Regions from separate parts of the Siniperca chuatsi genome. Here region 2 is linked to region 1. A link is a contact called in public Hi-C data. All regions are on one chromosome and are shown on one strand. The core of a region is the stretch at or near the end of the contact, and the rest is flanking DNA. Distances in the headings are between cores, read along the strand shown.

The links. Hi-C and Micro-C count contacts between places; a contact is called where the count stands out from the background.
Region 2: a contact with region 1 is called in a Hi-C map of an unstated tissue, with 4 times the contacts expected there. The contact joins the promoter of rreb1a here to the enhancer-like site in region 1. A contact is called at or near these places in 3 of 3 Hi-C or Micro-C datasets (liver, skeletal muscle and an unstated tissue).

Annotation. Positions count from the first base shown.
Region 1 is chrLG19:24,918,389-24,925,571 of ASM2008510v1, reverse strand. rreb1a (ras-responsive element-binding protein 1) reads left to right here. Exons shown (of 20, transcript XM_044176129.1): 8 at 5,698-5,833; 9 at 5,975-6,123. The region is part of intron 2 of LOC122866462 (NLR family CARD domain-containing protein 3-like); the gene reads left to right. Among protein-coding and RNA genes, the nearest start is that of LOC122866465, 27 kb to the right of the region's middle. Within about 2 kb of position 3,276, the one cell type or tissue checked has an H3K27ac peak away from gene starts, as active enhancers do. A contact at or near this core is called in liver, where this site is marked.
Region 2 is chrLG19:24,978,148-24,985,330 of ASM2008510v1, reverse strand. rreb1a (ras-responsive element-binding protein 1) reads left to right here and starts at 4,757. Exons shown (of 20, transcript XM_044176129.1): 1 at 4,757-6,210. All of the region lies in intron 2 of LOC122866462 (NLR family CARD domain-containing protein 3-like), which reads left to right. It overlaps LOC122866533 (a long non-coding RNA gene), which reads right to left and starts at 3,564. Exons shown (of 2, transcript XR_006375741.1): 1 at 3,112-3,564; 2 at 1,407-2,089.

The sequences.
Region 1 (7,183 bases), core at 2,027-4,526:
GAGCCGCTTTTTTCTGTCTCTCTCTCTCGGAGGCCTGATTTCACATGCTGCTGTAGGAAAATAAAGAGGCGGCCTGTGTGGATGGAGAGTGGAAAAGAGAAGCAGAGGGAGGAGGGAGAGAGAGGAGGAATCCATTTTGCAGCAGAGCATCCTTTGAAATGTGAAACGTGAGATTTTCCTACTCGACTGTCTTCAAACAGGCGGAGAGAAAGAGGGAGGGGAGGGAGAGGGGGAGACCGGCGGAGAGGAACAAAAAGAAGGAAAGAGATGAGAGTTAGATGGAGGTGATGGATGGAAAGAAGGAGGGGAAAACAGAAGATTTGAACCTCCATGTGTGATGAATTCCCATCCTGGTTTGTTGCCAATTAAGGAGACAAATTTAGAAAAATGGAGTATGAAAAAAACTTCAGATGCAGCAGGAGAACGAGGGGAGGAAACAGAGGCCGAAAATAAAAATCTGTCGCATACAGCGGGGGAATCCATTTTGCAGCAGATCATCCCTGAAATGTGAAACTAGTTTTTTCTTTTTTCTCTTTGCATAAAGGCCTGGAGGCGTCATCCATGCTCGCAGAGAGGAAAAACTCAGAGAGGAAGTGATGATGATGATGCTTTTTCCATCCAAACATCAACTTTATTCAGAGTTTTAGAAAACGTCGTGTTGAAGCAGCTGAAGCTCACCAACCTGTTAGTGGTCATTTGGTTAAACACGCATTCAGGAAATATGCAGCATGTAAGTTTCGACACAGGACGGATGTTTGGCTCGATGTTGTGTGTCGGCAGCGCACATTCCCAAACTTAACTTACTTGCAGTCAATCAAATGATTTAATTCATATTTGAGAGTTTAAAAAAATCCAATAATAGCGTATCAGCTGGTTTTAACATGAAAACATGAACCGATGGACGAACTGTTTCTAAGTTACTGCAAACTTCCTGCAACAACAACACCAGTATATCTGCTGTAAGCAAATATCAGCCCATATTTAATCAGACACATCTTTAAAATGTAAATTAGTAGCAGGTAAATATGCTTTATTAGACAGTTGTATGCCAGAAAGTACAGCTGTGATTAAAAGCTAAAAAACATCCTTCCTTTTTTTAAGTTGGATAGAAAAAACTGATGGTAGAAAGAAAGTAATGTGGCACCAATTATAATTTCAGCTAATTCCCAGAGTAACGTCGAAAGTCACAGCAGATGAGCTGAACGTGCAAAAAATGTCACATTTTCCACAGGCATGCGTTACTATGCAGCATATATGGAGAATAAAGTTAACAGCAATAAATTAATATGTAATAAATATTTAGATTTTTTCGAAGAAGCTCCTATTTCCCCTTTAATTGATACCAGGTTGCGTAGTTCTTTGTAGGGAGGTTATTAGGATTTTACAAACCTGTAAAATAAACCGTTGCCATCATTTGTGTTTGTTACACTTTGTCCAGGTTTTGTGAGGCTAAATATGAAAACGGACGTCTGTTTGAGGCTAAATTTGGATAAAATCCTTAGTCAGCTACCGACAGTTGGTCTTCACGTCGTCGACAGAAACCTTCAGACGCAGAGTAAAAACTCTCGCTGTTGATTTCTCAGTTTACAAAGTGAAAAAAGTGAAGCACAGACGGAGATAACCAGAGAGCAGCATCACATGAGTCGTCCTCTCTCGGCCCTCTGTCTGCTCTGTTGTGAGGCCGTTGGGCCTGGTTGCCATGGCGAGGCATCCCATTAGCCTATTATGGGCTGGCAGCGGTGTGCCGAGCCGCGATTGGCTCTCGGAGGCTGCTGCATGTTTGAGCCGAGCAGAGGAAGAGACGTTTCCGTCTGAGAAAGTTGAGTTCATCCTTCTGCCACGACCTCAATCCTTCGTTCCTTCCTTCTTTCCTTTTCCCTCCGTCCTCTCCCCCTCTGAGGGAAAGCGCAGGCCATTTAAAGTTAGACATCTCTCCTTCCCTTCCTCCTCTTCGTCGTCTTCTTCTTTCCCTCCTGAGGGTACAAACTGTTGTCTGTGTTGTTTGACTCACACACTGATATGTGCACAGATGCATGTGTTAGAGTGTGAAAAGTGAGCTCTGACTGATCAACAGCGCCCCCCGTGGTGATGTAGAGGAACTGCAGGCAGTCAGACGACGAGGAGGAGGAGGAGGAGGAGGAGGAGGAGGGTCACACTAGTACATTGTGTTACTGTTTTTGCTACTGTTAGTACTTCTACTGTAGGATTGCAGTAGTGGTGAATTTCTGCTTCCATTAAACTCCAGGAAATATACAGCGCAGGGGCAAAGTGTCAAATCTAGTTTTCAAACCCTCATGAAGTTTATTTTGTGCCAACACGCTGCATATTCCTGAACACATTTGTGGTTTTGCCAAATTACCACAAACAAATTGACACACAACAAGCCTGGTGCAGGTTTGTGTTCCAGCACGGGAGGACTGCGTAGGGGCCCGCGGCTCCTCTTTGCCCCCGAGTCCCTTACAAAGTCATGAAAACACTGCAACCGGTACTGCTGTATTAATACTGCTGCTCCTCTTTCACTTTTTACTGCTTCTTTTATATTGTTTTACTGCTACTGGCACAACTATTACCACTAATAATAATAATAATAATAATAAGAGTATTTCGGCTGCAGGGCTGCGTGTATCAGTACTGCTACTTCTGCCGCTACTGGCTCTTATAATATAATATAATATAATATAATATAATATTATGGTTGATGATTTTATCTAAATACTGCATCCGATAAAATTGTCACGCGTTTGATAACGATTCATTAGTGCTGCTATGTGTTTGTGTGTGGTACAAAGCATCTCTTCTCTCTGTACGAGATAAATATTCTTTGGACTCGGTTCCTGACAAATAAAAGCTATAAAAGTAGTATTTTTAAATGCATTTTATTTCTCATGCACGCTCACCGCCTTGGATCGGCAACAGATTCAAAATGTCGGTACTGGAAGTTCGGTGAATTCAGCTTTTATAAATACAGCCAGTACTCGTACTGTACACGTGCTGTTTCTGCTGCTACATACAATATACAGTATGTTTGTACAATGTTTAGCATGTAAAGTGTTTTGTCTAAATTTATCTGTTGTGTTTTCTGTGTGTGTGTGTGTGTGTGTGTGTGTGTGTGTGTGTGTGTGTGTGTGTGTGTACTCTGATATGTTGAGTTGAGCAGCTGTTGGCGACTCAGACGTCTCACACACACACACACACACACACACACACACACACACACACACACAGCAGCAGGATTGTGTCTCTGCTGACTCTGCATGTTTCCTGCTCTCTGATTGGTCGGTTCGGGGGTCACAGTACAGTTTGGGCCGAGAAGACTTTGCTCTCTTGTTGTTCCGCCTCCTCTCTGTTTCCCTTCACTGACCCGATTGGTTAATAAACAACTTCCTGTCAGCTGGTCCCAGATCTGCTGACTCCGTCACTCTGTCAGGACCTCTTATGGGCGTCCAGCCTGCTGCCTGTCGGGTCCTATTAATAGATTATAACATCCAATCCCACCACCTTCTCCCCTGTTCCCTTAATCTCCTATATCCTCCTTTCTCCTCTCCTCCTTTCCTTCCTTCACTGTCCTCACTTTGTCTCCTCTCCTTCTACTCCTCTCTCCTTTCCCTTTCTTTCCTCTCTCCCTCCCCTCTCCTTGTTTCCTTCCCCTTTTCCTCACCTCCTCGGCTGTCCTCTTCCTCTCCTTTCTAATCTCTTCTCATCTTGTCTTCGTTTCCTCTCCTCTCCTCTCCTTTCCTTTCCACCACCTTCTCTCCTGTTTTCTCCTATATCCTCCTTTCCTCCTCTCCTTTCTCCTTTCCTTCCTGTCTTTCTCTACTTTCCTTGTTTCCTTTACTTTCCTTCCTTTCCTTCCTGTCTTTCTCTACTTTCCTTGTTTCTTTTACTTTCCTTCCTGTCTTCCTCTACTTTCCTTGTTTCCTTTACTTTCCTTCCTTTCCTTCCTGTCTTTCTCTACTTTCCTTGTTTCCTTTACTGTCCTTCCTTTCTTCCTCTACTTTCTTTCGGTTCCTCCTCTCCTGTCCTTTCCTTTCTTCCTCTCCTCTATGAACTTGTGTAAACTGACACCTTTGCTACCGCCACATGCTAGCTAGCTGGATGACCTTTGAACACACACACACACACACACACACACTAAAATAGCAAAACATGCTAACAGCCTGCACACTTTCTCACGCTTCTGGTAACACTTCACCCAGAACACACACAATCTCTCAAACACTCGTTCGTCACATTTACAGGTATGAAGCAAAAAACACACACACGTCTTTCAAATCGAGCAACACCAACTGACCTTTGAGAAAACACAGCTGAAGGAGAAACTGACCCGGGGGGGAGGAGGAGGAGGAGGAGGGATCTCCGTCCTCCTCCTCTTCTGCAGCCCGGTGTGCAGAAACAAAATGTCTCCTTCAAATATATGGAAATATATGCATCAGAGTGTTTTAACAGATATTTCCAAACATTTTTTTCTCTTTGTGCTTCCCTGACGTTACACATCATCCTCTCTCCTTGTCGTTCTCCTCCTCCGCTCTCCTCCACTCTCCTCCTCCGCTCTCCTCCTCCGTCTCTTTTTCTTACCTCCTTAAAAAAAAAAATACATGAATGAAAACAAATAACCAAATCAGCTGTTTGAATCGAGTGGACGATGATGCTCAAGAAGCCTGAAAACGTTAGAAACGGATCAGTGACAATGTGAATTTGAAGTGTAAAGTTCTCTGCGTCCATGGGGATGTCAGCCAATGGCCTATCTGCGATATTGTTGTCACGGCAACGAGAGAGCGACAACTTCCTGCTGTGACCTCAGGGCTTCTTCCTCTCTCCGCCGGCCTTATAAGGTTGTCACACTGCTCTGTGTGTAATTATGTGATAATTGCACATACTTAAAGATCATTACAGGCAGTGTGTGTGTGTCTGTTTGTGTGTGTGTGTGTGTGTGTGTGTGTGTGTGTGTGTGTGTGTGTGTGGTCGGTATCCGTACTGTATCCCTCCACTATTCCCAGCTGATTAAGTCGGATCAGAGAATCTAACTAACAGGTTTCACCATCAGTTGACGAGCAACATCCTGTCTCTGTTCTTACTCACATTCCCAGAATCCCCTGCTTTCTACCCATAAATCCCGGCAGTTTTACCTCCCCAACAACAGCCTGTTAGTGTGACGAACTTCTCGCCTGATTTCAACACATTTAAGTGGAGAAATGAAGGAGAATTGATCGTATTTTGATGGGGTTCAAAACACACTAAATGTTGATCCTTTTCCTTTATTTCCTTATTTCAGTTTTCTGTTTTCTTACTATAACTAAAGTCCCGGCGGTATCTTTGGACTTGCAGTCATTTCTAATCATTTCGGAGAGTGGTAGTCGTTTTTTAACACATTTTAATCTGCAGTTTCTACAATTTATATACACAAAATGTCCGTTTCACCCTCAAAATCGATTCGTTCTAGAGTTGTGAATAATGCGGCGGGGAGTAGTTTACCACAAATGGCCTCTTGTTGAAGTACTGAGACAGTTTCAGGTGTTTCGTTGCCGATATCTTCTTCTGAACTTTTGTCAAACACGCTGACAAAAAGCATGAAAACCCTGCAGAGTTCAGATTTGCGGACTTCATGTTTTATATTTGTACCCGCTTAAGAGTTTTGAAATTTCACAGAGTAAAACTGACCTCTGACCCTTCATCTCTCTCTCTCTGTCTGTCTCTCAGACATATGAAGATCCACGAAAAGGACCCGGCCAGCGGTCTGCTCCCCGTCAGCCCCCCCTCCCCCACCAAACGCCGCCGTCCATCCGTCAAGAGGAGGCAGGAGGAGGAGAACGGAGAGGAGCCACCCAGCAAGAAGGTAGGAACGCACACATTTCCTGGACATCGCAAGGTTTGAACTCTTGTGGATGAAGCTGCGATAACTAGTGAATAAACAATGATGGCGTGATGTGGGTGTGTTAATGTGTGTGTTAATGTGTGTGTGTGTGTGTGTTTTCAGGTGGTGGAGGACGCGGTGTCGGAGGAGTCGTCAGCGGTGGTTCATGGAGCAGAGGAGGAGCTGCTGCCCTGTCCAATCTGCTTCAAGACCTGCAGCTCAAGACTGGACCTGGACGCACACATGGACGCACACCCCGACACCGCACTGAGGTACACACACGCACACACACACACACACACACACACACACACACGCTCATCTTCCCAGAATCCCCTGCATCCTTCGCATAAATCAGTTTTCTCCCAACCAGGTTCTGTTTAATTCGTTAATATGCAACATGTTTTCACTGACTTTTGTGCACTTAACTTGTGGGACAGTTTGTCATATTTATCATATATATATATATATATATATATATATATATATATATATATATATATATATATATATATATATATATATATATATATATATATATATATATTTTCTACTCCACATCTCAGAGGGAAATATTGTACTTTTTACTTCACTACATTTATGTGACACTTTACTTTTTACATGAAAAACATGTGATGTGCTTATATGCTATGATGCAGTACTATACTGCTAATCTACCCAGTAGAATACAAAGTATCCACATTGACAAACTACAATATTAAAATGCTATAATAATCTATAATAATATAACATTTGCAAGGAGCCGTTCTGCATAAGGAGCACTTTTCCTTTTGATGCTTTAAGTTCATTCTGCTGATAATACTCCTGTACTTTTACTTAAGTAAACTTAACACAGGACTTTTAGATTTCGGTACTTCTACTTAAGTAAAGCCTCTGAGTAAGTCCTCCACCACTGCTTGTAATGTAAAGTTTCCAGCCTTTGTGCTAAGCTAAGCTAACCGGCTGCTGGCTGTAGCGTCGCATTCAGCGAACAGACACGTTAGAGTCAGACTAACTATTTCTTTAAATGACAAAAAAACGATGCTTTCAGGTTTAAGAACTGCCTGTGAACTAGTTTCTCTGAAAATACATTCATGTGGTTTAGACATTCCTCAAAGTTTAGATAAATCTCAACCAGCTCCTGGACTGATTAGCAGGCGGAGTCAAACAGAGCGGGAGGGAGGAGAGGATGAAAGGAGGAGGAGGAGGAGGAGGAGGAGGAGGAGGAGGAGGAGGAGGAGGAGGATGGGAGAGAAGGGAGTAAAGCAGTCATTAAGAGATAAAAAAGGTGGAGGGAGGGATGAACTTTGAGGGTCAGCTTAAAGAAGAGGG
Region 2 (7,183 bases), core at 3,508-6,007, 58 kb before region 1:
AATGCGCGCGGCAAATTGTGAAGCACTTTGGATAAAAGCGCTATAAGAAATGCAGCCGTTTCTCTTAAACTGCGTTTCCCATGTTCCCATGCGTACATGCATGACAAAGCACAGGTGTGCGCTGCTCGGTGTCCTCATTAAGTCTGGGATTCACTTTTGTCAAACCTTTTCCCTGATGAAAGTTTAACTTGGCTTTGTCATTAAATACTCACTTCGGACCGACTGTCACAGTTTCCAACTCGGAAATCGCGTTTGTGTAAACATCAAGTTATATTTACAACTGTGAAACTCGCGCTTTACGACAGCGGCAATAAATCTAACTTGAGCGGATGTACTGGAGCTGTCTCAGGCACTTGAGTGGGCGCCTCATGTCGGCCAAAGTCCATTGATCAAGTCAGTGGTTCCCGACTGGGAATTTTACAAAATAAATAAATGCAAGTTGGCTGAACTGGTCATAACTGATAGCTGTGTGTAACCCGTGTCACGAGCTTCGTTTTAAGGGGTCACTGATCAAAAAACACTGGTTCAGATGATTTATTTATACGGCGCCAACTCATAACAGAAGTTATCTCACTGTAGAGCAGGTCTAGACCGGACTCTTTATGATATTATTTACAGAGACCCAACAAGTCCCGCCGTGAGCAAGCACTTGGCCACAGCGGCAAGGAAAAACCTCCTTTAAGAGGCAGAAACCTCTGGCAGAACCAGACTCAGGGGGGGCGGCCGTCCGTCCACGGTTCAAGGCCAATAACTCCAAATGTAGCGGCGGTCGTACTAGATATTTTAACCCTCACAAGACCGACTCTGCAATCATCCAACCGTCTCAACAGTGCAAGCGCTTGCGAACCACAAACGCGGGGAGCTTCCTATCTCTATACCTGCTATCCCACGTGACTGCGTCATGAGTGTAGTAATCTTAATGTGTTGAAACTACAAAAATGGCGGACCAAGCATCACTTCCTGCTTCCTTTCTGACTGTCAGTCATTGCTCTTGAGCAACGTCCTTCGCAATGACGGTCTCCACCCGACAGAGGACAGAAAACATTCTACCTAAAAAAAAAACAAGTGAACAAGAGTTCAGCTTTAATGCAGTTTTACTTTTGCAGAGTGTCGAAGTGGAAAATGTCTGTAACAGCGCAGCAGCTTCGGACTGAATTATAATTTTCACCCCGTCAGCTGCTTTTCAGCCTCTGCTGCACTCAGACTCTCTGCGGCTGAGCGGAGCAGGCCTCGGGCTGCAAGGCAAACAACTGTTACCTACAAATCATCCGTCACTATTGGAAACCGGTTTTTCACCCCCCTCCTCCTCCTCCTCCCTCCCTCCCTCTCTCCTTCTCTTCTCCCCCACACCACCATCCTCGCTCCTCCGCTGCTGCAGCTCCGACTTTTTCTGAGCTGCAGTTTTTAAACATCTTTTCGTGCTGCGAGAAGAGAAAGCAGGGCTGAGGTGAACGCGGAGAAGAGAAAGGACACGCAGGAAATGTGTTGTCGGGGCTGGAAACAGTGAGGCAGAGCAGCATGTGCTTGCCATCCCCCCACACTGCCGACAGGTGTTGGCTTCATGTGACTGCCTGCCTGCCTGCCTGTCCGAACAACGCTCCAATGGAGAAAGAGGAGGAGGAGGAGGAGGAGGAGGAGGAGGAAGAGGAGGAGGAGTGTGTAAAGTTTCATCAACAACAACTGTGTCAACTCGTAGTCGCTCGGTGTTGGGAAACCCTCCAGCTCAGATCTCCTTTCTCCGGCTGGTGGAGACTCTGAGTTTGGGGATGCCTCTCCTCCTCCTCCTCCTCCTCCTCCTCCTCTTCGCTGGATGAATGGATGAATCCACCCTTTTGTTAGCGATGGTTCGTTCCTCGGCAACGGCTCCATGGTTACAGTCCAATAAATAACATCACACTCTCTCCTCTGCGTCTCTGTTTTTTCAGGCCGGGATGTAAAAAGAGAAGTAAACTTTTCTTCCAGTAGGTTATTTCCTTTTTGTCGCTTGATGCATCACAACTCCCAGAGAGAAACAGAAAATGTAGTTTGAACCCGAGGTGATGTTTTAAAGTCTTCGCAGAAACTGCAGATGTAAATCAGCGCCCGGGCCCTGACGAAACGAGAGTCGAAGTTATTCGGGTGCAATAAAATAATAAATAAAAGTACATTTAAAATGCAGATCTACAGTCTTTTTTTTTTTGTTGAAAACAAAGAAAAACAAACAACTGCTTTGAGGTGATAAACAGAGTCAACAATACGAAATGCAGCTTATATCACGTTTTATTTAAGACTCCACAGCCATGCTAGCTATGCTAATGCTAACCTCAGCATGCTAACATGCTCACAATGCTAACATGCTTTAGCAGGTAATGTTTACCATGTTACATCAGAAACTTTCAGTAAAAGTGAGCTGCTCATGTTAATGTTGGTGAATGACCGCTGAACAGTGTGTGTGTGTGTGTGTGTGTGTGTGTGTGTGTGTGTGTGTGTGTGTGTGTGTGTGTGTGTGTGTGTGTGTTGGTGATGGGCTCTTTGTATCTCAATAGATTAATTTGAATTGAAAAGTGGCCAGTTGAGGTGAAAAGCAGTGATTGGATTAGTGATGTAATGCTGTTAGCTGCTTTTCTGGCTCTGTGTGTGTGTGTGTGTGTGTGTGTGTGTGTGTGTGTGTGTGTCCATAATGAAATGGAGGGTCCTGCAGCCTGTTTCAGCTGAGCTCCGTATTTCATATGTCAACAGCACGCACAGATCTGTTTCCGCTCTGCTTCTCCATCAGATTCTTCTCGACACGTCGGGAGGTTCGAACCTGCAGCTCGCAGAGAGACGACGGACTGAAGTTAATAAAGTCTGCGGCGGCGGCGGCGGCGGCGGCGGCGGAAGAATACAAGTAAACGTCCTGCATTCAAGAGTTATGGCAAAACTCTGCACTCCTGTACGAAGCCATTCTTTCACTAAACCTCCAGAGACGATAGCTGCGTTTCTACGGAGCATCGAGTACCACAGGTGGAGGTCAGCGTCGTGTCGCGTGTACAGAGTTGGAGTCAGGACGTGATTAGCCTAGCTTAGCATAAAGACTGGAAGCAGGGGGAAACAGCTAGCCTGGCTCTGTCCAAAGTTCAAGAACACACCTACCTAATGAACACGTTGTGTCCTGTTCGTTTAATCCGTACACAGACGGGAATGTGACCCGTAGCTTCCTGAAGTCTTGTTGTCGCAGGGAGGCTGTCAGCGGTGGCCATAGCTCCGAAGCACTGGGCGGAGGGATACACTGATGTTCAGCAATAAATAGTTCCAGCCTTTCCCTCTCTCTAAGACCACAAACTGGCTTTCTGCCGCGCCAGCAGCACAGATTGCAGGTCTGTCGGCCACTGCACGACTACCGGATGGACAGCCATGCTGGCGATCCTCTGACGTTCCCTCCAGCGCCACCACGAGGTCATGTGTGAAACGTCTGGACAACTGTCGGACGTATCATCATGAAACTTGAAAACGACCGTTCACGTTCCCCAGAGGATGAACTGTAACACCTTCTGTTCCACCATCGGGTCACCATCAAGTTTTAAGTTGTGCAACACTTTGGTTTATACCTGCAAAACTAATGACATTCCCATCAGCCTCAGCGCTACTTTACTTTTTTTGTTTAATGCTAATCAGCAAATGTTGCTAACATGCTAAACTGCTAAACAGCATGCTGACAGTATCATTTAGCTCAAAGCACAACAAACAACGCGTTAATCAGTCAGCTTCAGAGGTGCCGATAGGTGTGTGTTTTAAGGTAAATCAGAGCCAGGCTAGCTGTTTCCCCCTGCCTCCAGTATTTATGCTAAGCTAAGCTAACCACCTTTGTGCTTAACTCATCTTCTCATCTCACTGTTGCAAAGAAAGCAAATAAGGCTATTTTCCCCCGAATGTGGGACGAGTCTTTTGATTGTAAAAGCTAAAAGGCTGCACCAGAATCAGAATCAGAAACACTTTATTGATCCCCGAAGGGAAACTCTTTGTTACAGCAGCTCGCCTTCACGTCAGTGCAGACAGGAGAAAGCACTAGCAAACAATATGATACACTATAAAACAGGTCAGAAAATAAATCAAGTACCAGGTGGGTATAAGTATAAAATCTGCAAGAGGTAAAGACAAAACTGAACGCACTTTCTGAAGTAATTCAGCCACAAACCAAAGTCCCGGTAACACCCAGAGCTCTCATCAGCCCCTCCTCCCTCCCTCCCTCTCCTTCATCAGCAACAGGCCGAACCAGCCCGAGAGCCTCTTCCTGCTCTGCTGCAGCCGCCTGCAGGGGAGGAGGGGTGTGATGGGAGGAGAGATGCCTGTGTGCTCCTCTCTCTGGCAGGGGGATGATGGGAGGAGGGGTCTGTATCTGGAGATGGAGGGCTGGCAGGAATGTGGGAGAGGAACTCGACGTGCAGCGAGCGAGGAGACTCACACTAAATTTGACAATGAAACTTTGGTGGCGGTTTAAATTTAGTTTCCAGCCTCGCTGCCTGAAGTTTGAGTCCGACCTGAGAGCAGAGAGCACGGGACGGGGCTGCTGCTGCTGCTGCTGCTGGAGTTATTTATATCTTCATAACACACACTCACACACACACACACACACCACATCCTCATCACTGCCTGATCAAAAAGTGTGTGACGTTATTCAGAGGCCTTTCAGACTTCTATTCACGTAACTTTTCAAAAAAACATCTCAAACACAAACAAAGTAAATGTGCCCGTTGACACGGGCTTCGCTTCTGAGGCTTTAAGGTGGAATCACAAAGCATTACTTCTTTTTATTTGGAACATTTTATACGTATATGCATTAATACATTTACATTTTACGTATAAATAAAGGATAACTTTACTTTTGAAGATGTTTGTGTGTGTAACAACACGTGGCCCTGTCAGCAGGTTTATACTTTACAATAAAGCTAACAAAAAGAACATTTCATCACACATGCAGACTCAAGCGTGCCAGATTCAAACATGTGGCATTGACTAATTACTTTTTAGTTATCAACCACATTATTGTTTTTAAGGCATAAAGCTGCAGAGGTCCTTCAGTTTCCGGCGCTGAGATGTGAAACTAAGCTTGTTGTTTTTCTCTGATTCTAACTTTAAAACCCAATAATTCATCATTAACTTCAAAAGAAAGCTCCTTACTCCCCCAGCACCTCCCTACAAACAGTGGCAGCTTCTTCCAACCCCAAAAGGCCGACGGCTGGCATCCTCTCTTCACTCCAAAATCCCGCGATATCTCGCTCTGTCTCCCCCCCTCCTCCCCACGCTTCTTCACCCTCAAATCTCGCGATAGCTGCCCGTGCAGTGTGTATGTGTGTGTGTGGCTTTTTGCACCTTAAACTCAGCGTTTATTTGAGAAAACACACGTCTGTAGCTCGGCTGCGTAAAAAAAAAACAGTTAAAAGAAAAGTTAAAAAACTTTTTTTGTGCGGAGAGAGCGGCGGATGATGAAGAAGCGGAGGCTAAAACACGCTTAAAGTTACATTTTAACTCCTGCGCAGCTTTAATTTAAGCGTTCACTGCGCAGGTAAATAAACGTTTAACAGCTGTCCTTGCTTTTAAAAGGTGATGCGTTAACGGCTCGTTACCGGGAGGAGCACAGAAGAAGTAATCCGGTAACGTGTGCGTAAAGAGAGAGATGCTTGGTGGCCACGTCCCCTTGGAGACTGGAGAGACGACACGTGATGAGCTTTACTTATCGGGTTTAGAGGCAGAGACACGCCGAGAGAGAGAGAGGGGGGAGCCGGCCGGGAGTCCGGGGAGGAATTAAAACTAAATACAGCGCAGAAACCAACTTTCACCCCCCCTCCGCTTCATCGACGAACTCCTTTCCTCGCGTTTTGTTTTTTCTTTCTTTCCTCCGGGAGAGGAGAGAGGAAGAGAAGCAGAGAGGAGGTGGAGGTGGAGGAGGGAGGGGTGGGGAGGAGGAGGAGGAGGAGGAGAAGCCGGAGTAAAGTTTGTCCAAGTTTGCACATCCCTTCGGAAACGCCATTTTGATTCCTCTCCTCTCCGGAGCAAGTTTGCAGCCTCTCTCTCTCTCTCTCTCCCTTCTTTTTTTTTTTTTTTTTTTTTTTTTACTTCATCCCCTTTATCATCCACCATCACCGCCGTTCATCATCATCATCATCATCATCATCATCATCGCCCCCACCACCACCATCGTCATCCTCGCCACGATGTCTCGGCGCAAGCAGCCCAACCCCAACAAAGTCAAGCGTAAGTCTGCCTTTTTCTACCCTCTCCATCGCTGCGCCGCGCCGCTTTCCTGGCTCCGTGCGCTCGGTTGGGTCTCGGTTTGCCGTGTTGGAGGGGGGACACGGGGGGTGGAGGGGACAGGGTGGTGGGTAGGTGGTGGTGGTGGTGGTGGTGGGGGTTTGGACTTGTTGCTGCTGTTTAAAAGTTTTAAGCTGAGATGTGGAGACGGCAGCTCTCCTCTCCGAGCTGCTTCCTAGTTAGATGCGCATCCAAGCGGTGGAATTCAGCCGCAGCGCTCTTCCTCATTCACCGCACTTCAGCTAATTATCACCAACAACTTGTTTTTCCCCCACTTTTGGCGCAACTTTGTGCACGTTTCGGGCTGTTATGTGGTGGTTTTGCCCCGCGGGGAGGGTGGCAGAGTGGTGTGGAGGGGTGGGGTGGGTGGGGGGTTGGGGGTTCAAAGTCTGCTCGCCGCCGGAGTCGAGCATCCATATCTCGGGTGCACTTTAGTCCGAGCCTCGCTGCTAGTGGCCATGTGTAAAGCTACCAGACACCACCGGCAAGCTCGCGGCAGCTAGCAGGCTCGCTTCCGGTCGACGCCTTCAAAATAAAACCACCTGTTGATTGGGGGAAAAGTAGCAGGGCGAAATGTGAACTTTTTTTTTTTTTTTTTTTTTTTTTAAATAGTTTTAGTGAAGTTACTACTACTGACGTTTTGGGCCCTTCACGTGCTGCGAGTCAGATCTGAAGGTGAAGCTTTTCCAGCTGTGGATGCGGCTTTGGCACGCAAAAAGTTTAAACGTGAGGTGTTTTTGTCTTGTGATGGGTCATTGATGTTTTTCCTCACAGTGGTGATGATAACTGCATTTGCACACAGGCTGTCGTAAAATGCTTATTTAGTTACTTATTGGATCATTTAACAGTGCACATTATCTGTTGATCAGAAATACTTTATTGATCCCTGAGGGGAAACCCTTTTGCCACATCAGTG